3 separate regions of the Zea mays genome follow, and regions 1 and 3 are each linked to region 2. A link is a contact called in public Hi-C data. All regions are on one chromosome and are shown on one strand. The core of a region is the stretch at or near the end of the contact, and the rest is flanking DNA. Distances in the headings are between cores, read along the strand shown. Region 1 holds the start of LOC103625964 (mitogen-activated protein kinase kinase kinase 1-like). Region 2 holds the start of LOC100216792 (Ethylene-insensitive protein 2). Region 3 holds the start of LOC100278078.

Region 1 (3,903 bases), core at 1,395-3,894, 220 kb before region 2:
ACGGGCACTGGACAGTCTAGTGTGCCATCAAACGGTCCGGTGTGCCAACTAGCCGTTGGCGCCGGGAGCCGTTAGAGGCTGTTTGGTGCACCGGGCAGTTTACCGTTCATTGTCTTGTGCACCGGAAAGGTTACAATTAGTCCTCTATTATAGCGCTTACTCTAAATCATGCCTAGTTGATTAGAAATGAGGTTAGACACACTCAAAACCTTGGTACTTGCCCGCACTATTGTATCTATCGGCGCTCGCGCACGTCGTTGTATTGTACCGAGAGGGGCTGTATCTAGTGAGATCACACCAACTGTGTTTTTAGTGCGCCTGCCACAGTGCTCGAGAAAATAAGGTCCACGATGTTTTACTTGGAAGTCGATAGTGGAGACGGTAGACTGCATCCGAGAGACGCCAGAAGCGGAACACCACTTGTGCATGGAGAAAGTCCACACCCCTGACCGAGAGTTTGGCCCTCGCGTGGAGCTCCAACAAGGATTAGTAAGAAGCTTATGCGCTTCTTAATACCTTGATAAAGAATAACGTCGCATCATTGAGAGTTTGCATCTCCATCTCAATTAAGCTTCCACATCTGACATCTATAGCATTACCTTTGGTTATGTGATTTACCTTTTCATAGCTTATTTACAGATTAGTTGATAGATCTAAAATCTAGGATGTATAGTTTATTTTACGGTAGAGATATTAACGCTTAGACAAAATCTACGCTCGACCATGCTAAGGTCGTTCACTAGAAAATGTTCGACAGCACAGTTAAGAGAATTTGTAACATGAATTTCTTTTAAGAGCGTGCCATTGTAACCCGAATTTCTGACAGTGCGAAGTGGCCTCAGCCCTTAGGTGGCTCTGGAGCTTTACCATCGCCGGAGTCACTGCTGTGAACAGCAATACAATCTGGATCTCTCCTCGCATACACACAAAGGCCAGCTAAGATCGAGTATAAACATACTATGCTAGTTGAGGTAAACGACGTACCGTCGCTCAGTCACAGGAGTGTTTAGAGCTGGCTCTGACAGGAACGTCACATGAGTAAACAACTCCAGAGAGCCAATGGACTTGCCACGTGCGGTCACCTCGGTGCTAGCTGCCACCCGCGTCACACCAGAATTCACTCCGAGCAACTCAGACAGACAGTGAGCCGGGTGCCCGGATGCATGGGAGGCGTGCGCTGTCGCGAACATGATGCTCGCGCATCGCGCCAGCATCGCCGTGGCGCCTCCGCAGGTGGGCCGGGAACACATGCGCGTCGCTGTCGAGCGCGTAAACAAACGCATGTGTACGTAGTGTACGGGCCACGCCGGAGAAGGCAGAACGTCAGGCGGTCTCTCGCGCACGAAACACAGCCAGCGACAGGTCCGTTCTCCAATCAATATTACATGCGAAAGTTTCCCAATCAATATTACCTATGACATATAGGACCCCATTAATTAAGACGTATGACAGATCTCTATAAAATTAAGTAAAAAAATTAAGAAATGGACTATCTACAAAGAGTTTGTCTATTTATGACTTTCTATAATTATTATTTTTTAACTGTATTTATGATCTAATGGTTCAGAGACCAGAGTTGTACCATACATTCTCTTAGGACATGTACAACCCAATTGAATGAGGTGTTTTGAGAGGTCTCTAGCAGACTAACTAATAACTATTGCACTAGTTAAATCAAAGTAGCTAATATCTACCAACAGTACTTATGATCTATTAGCTTGCCAACTGTTAGCAGCTAGTGAATCCAAACAAATCCTAATTGTCAAACTCATAAAACCTATTGATTGGTTTATCAAACTAAGCCCTATAAACTATTAGTAGCTGGAGGATCAAAACATGGCTGCAATAATAGCTTATCTAATAGCGCCACAAATAAATTGATATTAGCTGATTTCCTCCTTAATAGCAAATAGTAACAATTAGCAGACTTTCGACCTTAAGATTGTCTCCAGCAGATCGTACAGATGATCATATGAAACAATGCTTATATTATAAACTCAGAGTTTAGTTCGAAACACAAGATAAGATGAGAAATATGATGGATAAACGTCTAAGGCCACCTGTTCAACCAAAATCCCCACGTGCTGCTTTCCGATCCAAAGGCTTTGTTGGATTCGGAGTAGCGTCTGCTGTGCTATCGCAGATTCGCAGTACCGGAGGCCGGAGCCAGGCAGCCAGCTCCTTCCAAGTGTTCTTGCCTGCCTCACCGGCAACCGTGCGCCGTGCGCGCCATAGCCGTTGACACTCGACCGCGCGGAGGATCAGGCAGGCAGCACACTGACCTCACATCCACGCCAACGGCAGCCATTTACTGTGTGTTCTTCCACTGACGCCCGGGCCCTAAGTGGGTCCGGCTCGACCCCCTTCTTTAATGCTCCACCTCTTGGTCGTCGTAGTCAACCCGCGTCTGGACAGTCGTCCGCCACTTCCTTAAACCCACCCAAGGATCAGCCAGCCGCTTGCCTCCATGTCCCTTCCACTGGGCCATGCGTAACTGCAGGCAACCTCATGTGTATATTGTAGCAAAGGGAATTTTCACTTCCCACCACTACGCCACGGCAGTACGGCACACGCCATAGCCCTTCCCGCAAGCAGCCGAGCTCCTCCCCAAATCCTTCCCCGATGCTGCGGCGCAACAGCGAGTGCGAAATCGAGTCCGAGCTCTGACGCGCTCGCATGGAGCTCTGGTTCTAGGTGTGGGCTGCGCTCCTCGTATGGATCCAGATGTTCTCGTGGAACCGTAAGCAGTCCTCCTCCTCCGGCTCGCCCTCGCCCTCCTCCTCCTCCGGCCGCCGCCGCGGCGGGGCGGACGCCTCCATGGACTCCAGCAGCCGCGGCGGCGGCGGGAGCGGGAGTGGGAGCGGGAGCCGCGGACGGAGCCCGCGGTTGGATCGCCGCAACGCGGTGAAGCGCGTCGACTACGAGGCGGGCGCGGGGGCGTCCGTGTCGGTGGCCGCGTCGTGGTCGTCCTCGTCCTCCGCGGATCAGCAGCGTTCGCCGGGCCCGGGGCTCCAGCCTTCGCGCTCCCTAGACGTTGCCCCCGGAGCGGACCTCCGGATCAGCGGGAGCGTAGAGGGGGAGGTCGACGAACTCTGCCGCAGCCTGGGGCTCTCGGGGCCCGAGGATTTCGCCATCCCCGTCGCGGCCTGGGAGGCGCGCAAGTCGCGGTCTAACTCCGACCTCCTCCCGCGCTCCCACCCCGACCCGTCCACACCCGCCGACGAACCCTCGCCAATTGCGCGTGTGGTCTCGGCGCCTGATGTTCAGCCGACTCGCTTCGTCCCTGCCCCCATTCCTGCTACTGTTGCGGCGCCCGAGGAGTCACCCAAGGCTGCCCCTGCCGTTGCTGTTGCGGCTCCCGTCGGGGGTTTGCCCCTGCCTTCGCCAAGGAGGGGAGGCGGGGAGGTAGGGATACGGGGTGCACGGCCGCCTTTACTCTCCCCGCCTCCGCCAATTGGTGCACTCGCTCCTCCGCCGGTGAGGAGGTCCTTCGTTGACGATGACATGACTAGGTCCGCTTGGGACATTGTGCAGTCGTTTGCTCCCAGGGAACAGGGAAGTGAACCGGGAGAGCGTTTGGACACTCGTTGCAATTCGGACACAGAGGAAGAGAGTGAGGCTGAGGATGGGGTGGCAGCTGTGGAGGGCGAGCTGAAAGAGTTGAGGATAGGAGAGACCTTCGAGGGGCTCACTGGAACTTCTTCATTGTCAACGACAAATGATGATGATGCGTCCAGTACAACCACGGAGGCCATGTTCATCATCTCACCGAATGGCAAGTTCAAGCGTAAGATTAAGTCATGGATGCGTGGTGCTCTTCTGGGAAGCGGCTCATTTGGGATGGTGTACGAGGGGATCAGTGAGTAAGTGCCAGTGCTTTTGAATATTACTTTGAGCTCAAAT
Region 2 (4,141 bases), core at 618-3,117:
AGAATAAGAATCCAAATTAGTTTACTGTCTCGTCCTTGACCCGAACTCACAACATGTGAGTAACTGAGTTAAAATAGGGCATGTCCAACGAAGTATAGAGTCTGATTCCAAGATGTATTGGAACGGATAATGCAATACACATGCATGTTTGCTTGTTGAAAGATAAGAGACAAATGATACCTTAGTTTCCTATTATCTGTACTGTCATTATATCCATGAAACCGAGGTTATTGTGAGAAAATACTGTATATTTTAAAGTCCTCACCAGCAACCCAGAAATAATCTTAACAGTAAGAAGTAAATACAGGCACAGAGTAACTAAGTTACATTATATTTCACTCAGAAAGGGATACGCTTCTTTTTAGATTCTGAGACAAACATTCAGAACTTGAGAATCCAAGCCTGCCCTTGTCTACTCAAAGATAAGTGCCAGGTCCATAGACCATAGATGAGATGCCAAATCATTGTTATGAATTGCATAAGAAACGCAACATTTTCAAGGTTATGCTAAGCACTACTATGTCAACTAAAATTAGTGAGATCTCTGCACAGTGGTTGTATTGACTGGCAAGAGTTCCACGAATTATCTCTGCAACGGCAAGAACAAGAAAGATCACAGTAAATCGTACCTCTGCAAGATTCTTCCCAGTGACCATGCCGATACACGTTGACAGATATTGGAATAAAATGGCTGAGAAATTGAAGAACAGCACCAGTAGCACAAGATCATAGCCGAACCGAGATCCAGCATCCACTGCTACCAACCACTTTCCAAGGTCAATATATGCCATCGAAATCAAGAGCGTTGGTCCAAGGGTTTGGAAAAGTTTATGTTGAGCATCCCCAGCAGCCAGAGATTCTATACTATGCACACTATTCATGGTGCAGAAATAATGTTAATCAGCGAAAGTATGGAAGACACCAGACCACTAAGCTTAATAGCGAACAGTAAACCAAACTCAGGCCATCTTGACTCTCTTTACGATCCAATTAGTCGATTGCCACTCCTCAGAGAAGATGATCATCCACAGCACTGTAAAAACCAAGGGATGTGGACTTTAACTTGCTTCACAAAGAGTTACACCACATAATTCTTACAGGGATGTGGGCTGCTATCATACTATGGCTAAGAGCCTAAGATGATAACATGTATGCCCCTTATGGAAATTATAAGAGCACTGTATAAGCAACCATGAACTAGTGATGAGGTGTCTTCGTAGTTCCTCCCAACTGAAACCTCAACAGTTAAGACCGAGCCACCTGCAACGTGATCAGAACATATCATATAGAAGGCAGCAAGTAGTCAGACAGAATCCTCTTCCAAATAAAGTGTAGTAATAAAACCCCAAAAGAACTTATATAAAAAATAAAGGATGCCTCCGAAGGGGCAAACCCCTTTTTCAGCTGTTACCTTTTATTCCAGAATTCCCCCCTTTTCCGCTTGGAATTCCCCTGCCACGAGAACTCTACAACAGGAGCGAGGTGAAGACCGAGAAATGCGCTGTAGGAAAGAAAAAAAAACTGCGAGCCCTACTGATCGTGAAAGCGGATTTCTGGAAAGCTTTGGGGATCTTTCTACGGTGCCTTCCTTGGCTAATGCGAGAGAAGAACGGAAGAAGAAAACTGGCTCCTCATCTTATTTGCTCCTCGAACATACCTCGGTGGGCGAGAGACCATGGCGGGGAGCAGGGATGGGCCAACGCGTCGCAGACCGAGATAGAGGCGGCGGGGTGGTGGCGGTGAGCAGTAAGACGTGGGAGGCGTGGAGAGTGTACGACCCCAGCTAGGAAGAGCGGTGGCATTCGCAGGGCCGGCAAACCGCCAAAGTCGGCGGGCGGCGGCATCAGGAATACAGTACACATGAGTACAGTACTCCATGACACCTGACGGCTTGTTCGTTTGTATTGGATTGCGTCCGGAATCGTTTGAGCTAATAAAAATTTATACAAATTAGATAAGCAATCCGGTTAGAAATCGTTTCGACCCACCAATCCAGCATAAAGGAATAAGCCCGGGACAAAAACGAATACCCGTGTCATCGTCTTCGGAACCGGCAACACTCACATGCGTGAACGGACGGAAAAAGTAGTCCTATTTTATTATCATATTGGAATCAAATGCCTATTACTTTTTTTTGAAGTATAAGTTTTGGCTGGAGACTGATAGGCTAAGAAATGAACTGACGAACTTTATTATTAACCAAGAATTACATACATGACAACAATATTCAAGCGTGGACTCCTCTCTCAACCCTACAAAGATCATGGTATGATCTCCATCCCCTACCCTGAGACTGACAAAACCAATGAAGAAACACATCGCACGGCGCAGCACAACAATTTACTACGAGACACAATCTGCCCAGGCTCATATGGAGATGCTGTTGGGAATGCCCATGGCAGTAAGCCCCTCGGCCTTCTCGCCGGTAACGTCCGACGTGTTGGGGTACAGCAGCATGTACGGCATTTCCACAGGCCCCTTCCGGTTCTTCAAGTCCGGACTGTCGTTCATCGTCTTGATCCGATTCTCAATCTGCACCAGCCGGCTCCCGAATCTTTTGAACGCATCCAGCGCCTTGGCGTCTGACGTCCAGCGATCAGGCTCGTCACGCTGGCCGAGGTACACCTCGTCGGAGGAGTGCTTGGAGAGGATCTCGATGAGCGAGATGCCCAGGATGGTCTGGAACTGGCTGGTGATGGTGCGGATGAACACCATGTCCGCCTCCTTCTGCCCCGCTCCCAGCTTCTTGTAGTCGTGGCTGCCTGGCTCCGGCATCGGGCGCCGGCTGGCCGTCGGCCGGTTCGGGAGGTACCCGGCGTATGGGTACTGCCCAAAGTTGACAGCCGCGTGCAGCGCGGATGCCACCCAGATGATGGTCGTGCACGCCCTAGCCAGCTGCTGGACGGTGTCCATCCTGGGCCACCAGTCTCGGTCCTTGAGGTCGCCGTGCGCCTCCTCACGCACCTCCTTCCACCACGCCTGCAGCTCCACGTCACGCTGGAGCTCGCCGTCGTTAGGGTAGTAGATGTCCAGGTACTCCTTGACCCACCGCTCGATCGCCCACCAGATGACGAGCCCGTCAACGGCATAGGGGTAGTCCTTGATCAGCAGTCGGACACCATATGGGCTTGACTGGTCCGGCACAGCCACACCTCTGAACGCACGCAACCACAACCACGTCAAGAACCGAACAGTTTTCTATAGGCGTTTAGTGCTGCTCACCTCAGTGTATTGTCTACGTACCTCTTGACGAGATCTGCTGGGAGAGCCTGCTCGTTGAAATTCCAGCTCTTGTACACGTCTGCCGACATCCCCAGCGCGTACTTTGCAGGGAACACGGTGCGCTCGAAGACGCCGCCGGCGTTGATGAGTGTCTGGCGTGCCAGGGCGTTGATGTTCAGCGTGTCACGGTAGTGCGGGCTCAGCAGCTTGTGCACGGGATGCACCACGCTGAGCTGCCGGTTTGTCGCGATTACGAACGGCTCGATCACCGCGTGCGTGTTCAGCCTGCAATGCAATGCAAGCCACACAATTAAGATTAGTGCTTCAGTTATCTATGTACATTAATTAATTAAAAGGAAAAAAAAAGAGAAAAAGGCACCAGAAACATTTCTTATACCAGTGGCTGATCAGCTGATGCCAGGCAGAGTCGTTTACGCAGGCATAAGCCTTGGCGAGCTGCCAGACGTGGCCCTCGACGCCGGTGTGAGCCGGGGTGTACACCTTGCTGACCGCGCCGCGCTGCTGGCCGTCAGGGTGGGGCAGGCTCAGCTCGATGGCCAGGGGCTTCAGCGTGCCATCGTCCTTCAGGAACAGTAGGGTCCTGCTGGCGTAGATGAAGTTCCCCTCCAGCTCGTTGATCTCGTCGAGGTACGGCATGAAATGGTCATGGTGGTCTAGGATGAAGAGCCTCTTGTTCCTCAGTGCCTGCACAGGGTTCGTTACGCGGAAATCAGATCAGTCGATGGTTTTAAGCGGCTTTCGGTTGTACGTGCGTGCGTTCATGCAGTCCAGCATACGTTCTGCACCGACAGGCCTCCCATGTTATGCCGGATGTGAGCTTCAGTGATCTTGCTGGTGTGGTCTCCGTACTGCCTTGGGTCCAGGGTGCTTTTAGCGGGGAACTCCTGAGATACGAAAT
Region 3 (3,545 bases), core at 724-3,223, 230 kb after region 2:
TTTGTCGGATAGTGAATATATACATTCAATCATACATACTTCCATGCTTCTAGAGAGGACGGGTCATCGGGGTCGTCTCAGACCGAAATCGACGGTTCAGATCGTATAGGTGCAGGTACGCACGGTAGCATTTCTCTAAACAAGTGCAAACGTGTGTCAGGACGTGCATGCTCACAGCTCACCTGTGCACACAACCGTAAGATTTACGATAGAGAGAAATGGCCTTGGGGAGTGCCGTACCTGCCGCGCTACCAGTGGTATAGCCATATAAGTGCTAGTAGTGCTGGGAATTGGGCCGGGTCGGGCCAACCCGGCCTAAGCCCATCGTGCTTCGTGCTAAACGGGTTCGGGCTAGCAAAGCCCAAATAATTTTTGGGCTGTATCGTGTCAGCCCAAAGTATAAAAAACTGTGGCCCAGCCCGGTCCTAAACCACGTCGTGCCTTCTTTGGGCCGTGCCAGCCCAAGCCCGGCCCGTGTATTTGACCACATAAAATCAAAATATTACAACCATATAAAGTTCATAACTTACTAAATTAAAGATATTAAACAATTCTAGCATTATTTGACCACATAAACTCTAAAATATAACAACAATATAAAGTCGATATCTTACTAAATTAAAGAAATTAAATAGTTTGGGTTTAATTGGGCCATGCCGGCCCAAGCCCGGCCCATCTATGCGGGCCGTGCTGGGGACCCGACGGGCTGAAAATTGAGGCGCGGCCCAAGCCCGCCTTCGGGCCGTGCTAGCCCGGCCCAAATTATTTCGTGCCGGGCCATGCTTTGGGCTCATATTTTCGGGCCGTGCTCGTGCTGGTCCAAGCCCGGGCCATATTCCCAGCACTAAGTGCTACCATGCCAGCGGCAATTTTGGCATAAAAAGGGTGATTCCCTGTACTGCTGAGTTACACACTCCTGCTCAATTGGCCGGTAACTGTTCTCTCAAACAAAGTTGATCAGCAAATAAACTGAACTCCTTTTATTTTACCGAGATAAATGACCTGAACTTTTGTTTGTTCTAAGTTATCCTTTCAAACTCTCCCTCTCTCTCACGATGTCTAGAGTATGTTTGGTTCGAGCTTTCTGAACTAGATTCACTGTCAAAAATCTAGAATCCTAACAATAGATATAACAACGGAATAGATTTCTACCAATCTACGTATTCCTCTAATTCAATTCAGGATTACCGTATAACGCCTGGATCTATTCGCTGCAGCTCACGCAGCGGCCGTTGCTGGCTTGCTGCAGCCACTGTGTTTGGAAGATCGCCGATCCAAGTCACTACCACCCCTCCTTTTTACGCAAATCCAGCTGGTTCGATTGTTATAATCGAGAACACATTGCCGCCATCTCTCCCCGTCTCCCAGCTCTGTTCTCGAGTCTGGTGGTAGGGACGCCTGCCGTTTTGCGACCGCACAGGCACAGCTCTGCGCCGCGCAGCTGCAAGACGACACCAATGACCGGTTGGTGTCACGTACTACGCCTCTGCCTGCCTGCCTCCAGCCACTGAACCGAGCTCTGAGCTCGACCGGTCAAAAGCCGCAGCAGCGCGCCCCCGCGGTCCCGCGCGCACAGCGCCGAAACGACGCGCACCCGCCTGCCCGCGTCCGAAATGCTGCCGCGGTGCCGCCGCGCGGTCACGGGTCACGGCACGGACTCACGGCGGTTTCCCAGGCGAGGCGAGGCGAGGCGAGGGAGAGAACGAAAGGGACGCCAACGTCGTTTCAAAAATCATTGCATGCGAGGCAACGGTCGCCTAACCTAATACGAGTCGTACTCCTCCTGGTCTCTTGCGGGAAGCGGCTCGCAGCGGCCGGCAGCGAGCCGAGTGTCACGCTCGAACACACACTGACACCGCACAAAGGACTCGCCGCTGTTGATCAACATACGACTCCTCTTTTGTCCGCCGCGCGCATGGCCCCTCCCCTCTCCGCTCTCTCCTTATAAGCAGCCACATAACGGCGGCGTCGGCGAGGGCGAGAAGCGGCGGCAGGCAGACACAGCTCTTAGCTCTGCCCTGCAGTGCGCGCGAGCGCGACGGGGGTGCTGTGCTGCCGCGGTGGTGGGAGACCATGGCGACGGTGCCGGTGCCGTTGCCGTGGCCGAGCGTGAGGAGGTCGCTGCAGGAGGGGGCCGCCAGCGCGGCATCGTACGAGCGGCGAGCTCCGTGGCAGGGGGCGGCGCGGCCCGCGGCCACGGTGAGGTCGGTGGAGACGCTGGTGGTGATCGTGGCCGCGATCGTGCTCGCCGCCGTGCTGGCGGGCGTCCTCGCGCGGGTCTGTGGCGGGCGGCACGTCGTGCCGAGCGCCCAGTACCACGACGAGGAAGGCTGGGTGGAGAGGCGCTGCCGGAGCTGCCTCGACAGCGGGCTGCCGCCGCCGGAGCAGGGGGCGTCCAAGACGAGCGAGGCCAAATAGCGTCATTGTGCATTGTGGTAGTACTACCCTAGTAGCCTGCTCTGCGTACTAGTACTGTGCTGTGCTGCTGTACTATTATAGTAATACTACTAGCGTTTGTCTAGGCAATTCATTACTGCAGGCTTCTTATCAGCGTATGCAAAGTTTGTGTGTAATTAGAACAGCCGGGTCTGGCTGCATTGCTACCTAATTGTACACAGGAGTGGTACGAGGCTAGGACATCAGGCATTAATCCTCGTTGCAGTATTTTTATTGTACGATATATTGGTAGCAAGGAAAATTTATTAGGCTCCATTTAGTTCGAGGAACTAAAGATTAGTCCTTCCATTTTAATCTTATTTAGGTCATGTTTATTTCAGATTATAATCTCTCTAGATTATATAATCCAGCGCAAATAATTCAACAGGTAAACAAACACTAGATTATATATTTAGATTATATAATCTAAAGTCCAGATTACAATAATCTCATATAATCTCCTCAAGAGTAGCTTATTTGAGATTATTTTGGCAAAAGACCCACTATCCATGGTTATGTAAATAGAAATTACAATATATGTCATTCTTCTTTTCTCACCTCAAATCTCTACTACTCTATAGGACTCTAATGTAGACCACCCGTGCACCATGGTTCTGAATCGGTACCGTCTGTATCATCCGACGGCTCGTGTGCGTCGACCCCCCCCCCCCCCCGATCTGCCGAGCCGTCGCCACTCCGCCCCTCCAATTCTCCGTTTCTCACGCTTGTAGGGTTTCGTCACCTCCCTGCAGCCGCCTCCGTTCGTTGTCCGCACCGCCGCCTCCATTCCCCATCCGCACCATCGCCGTCCACGCATGTCGCCTCCGTTCCCCATCCGCACCATCGCCATCCACGCTGGTCGCCTCCGTTCCCCATCCACACCAGCGATTCTGCACCAGCGCCCACCACCCCCGCATCGCCCCCACTCCCGTCTGCTGCCCCGCCAGTCATCGTGGGCTCGGTCAAGCACCTCACGCCTGCGTGGGTCAGCCGTCGTTCCCGCTAATCTCCTTCGCTCAGGCACCAGAGTCACACCATCCTCGCTGTCAATCTCGTCGCAAACCCTCCGCCCCTCTCCGGTCTGGCACTACCACGAGCTTCCAGACCCC

What was found. A called contact is a pair of places that touch in the nucleus more often than the background predicts.
Region 1: a contact with region 2 is called in a Hi-C map of tassel, with 2.0 times the contacts expected there. The contact joins the promoter of LOC103625964 here to the promoter of LOC100216792 in region 2. A contact is called at or near these places in 2 of 25 Hi-C or Micro-C datasets (ear and tassel).
Region 3: a contact with region 2 is called in a Hi-C map of ear, with 2.0 times the contacts expected there. The contact joins the promoter of LOC100278078 here to the promoter of LOC100216792 in region 2. A contact is called at or near these places in 2 of 25 Hi-C or Micro-C datasets (ear and leaf mesophyll).

Annotation. Positions count from the first base shown.
Region 1 is chr5:12,638,989-12,642,891 of Zm-B73-REFERENCE-NAM-5.0, forward strand. LOC103625964 (mitogen-activated protein kinase kinase kinase 1-like) reads left to right here and starts at 2,645. Exons shown (of 9, transcript NM_001301613.2): 1 at 2,645-3,863. The coding sequence starts at 2,725.
Region 2 is chr5:12,863,393-12,867,533 of Zm-B73-REFERENCE-NAM-5.0, forward strand. It overlaps LOC100216792 (Ethylene-insensitive protein 2), which reads right to left and starts at 1,868. Exons shown (of 8, transcript NM_001359500.1): 1 at 1,658-1,868; 2 at 1,412-1,466; 3 at 630-1,260. The coding sequence starts at 881. lox5 (linoleate 9S-lipoxygenase5) reads right to left here. Exons shown (of 9, transcript NM_001112505.1): 6 at 4,020-4,127; 7 at 3,620-3,927; 8 at 3,244-3,507; 9 at 2,169-3,154. The coding sequence ends at 2,368.
Region 3 is chr5:13,092,422-13,095,966 of Zm-B73-REFERENCE-NAM-5.0, forward strand. LOC100278078 reads left to right here and starts at 1,974. Exons shown (of 1, transcript NM_001151473.2): 1 at 1,974-2,650. The coding sequence starts at 2,074. The coding sequence ends at 2,418. LOC100216642 (a long non-coding RNA gene) reads left to right here and starts at 3,120. Exons shown (of 7, transcript XR_004849356.1): 1 at 3,120-3,545.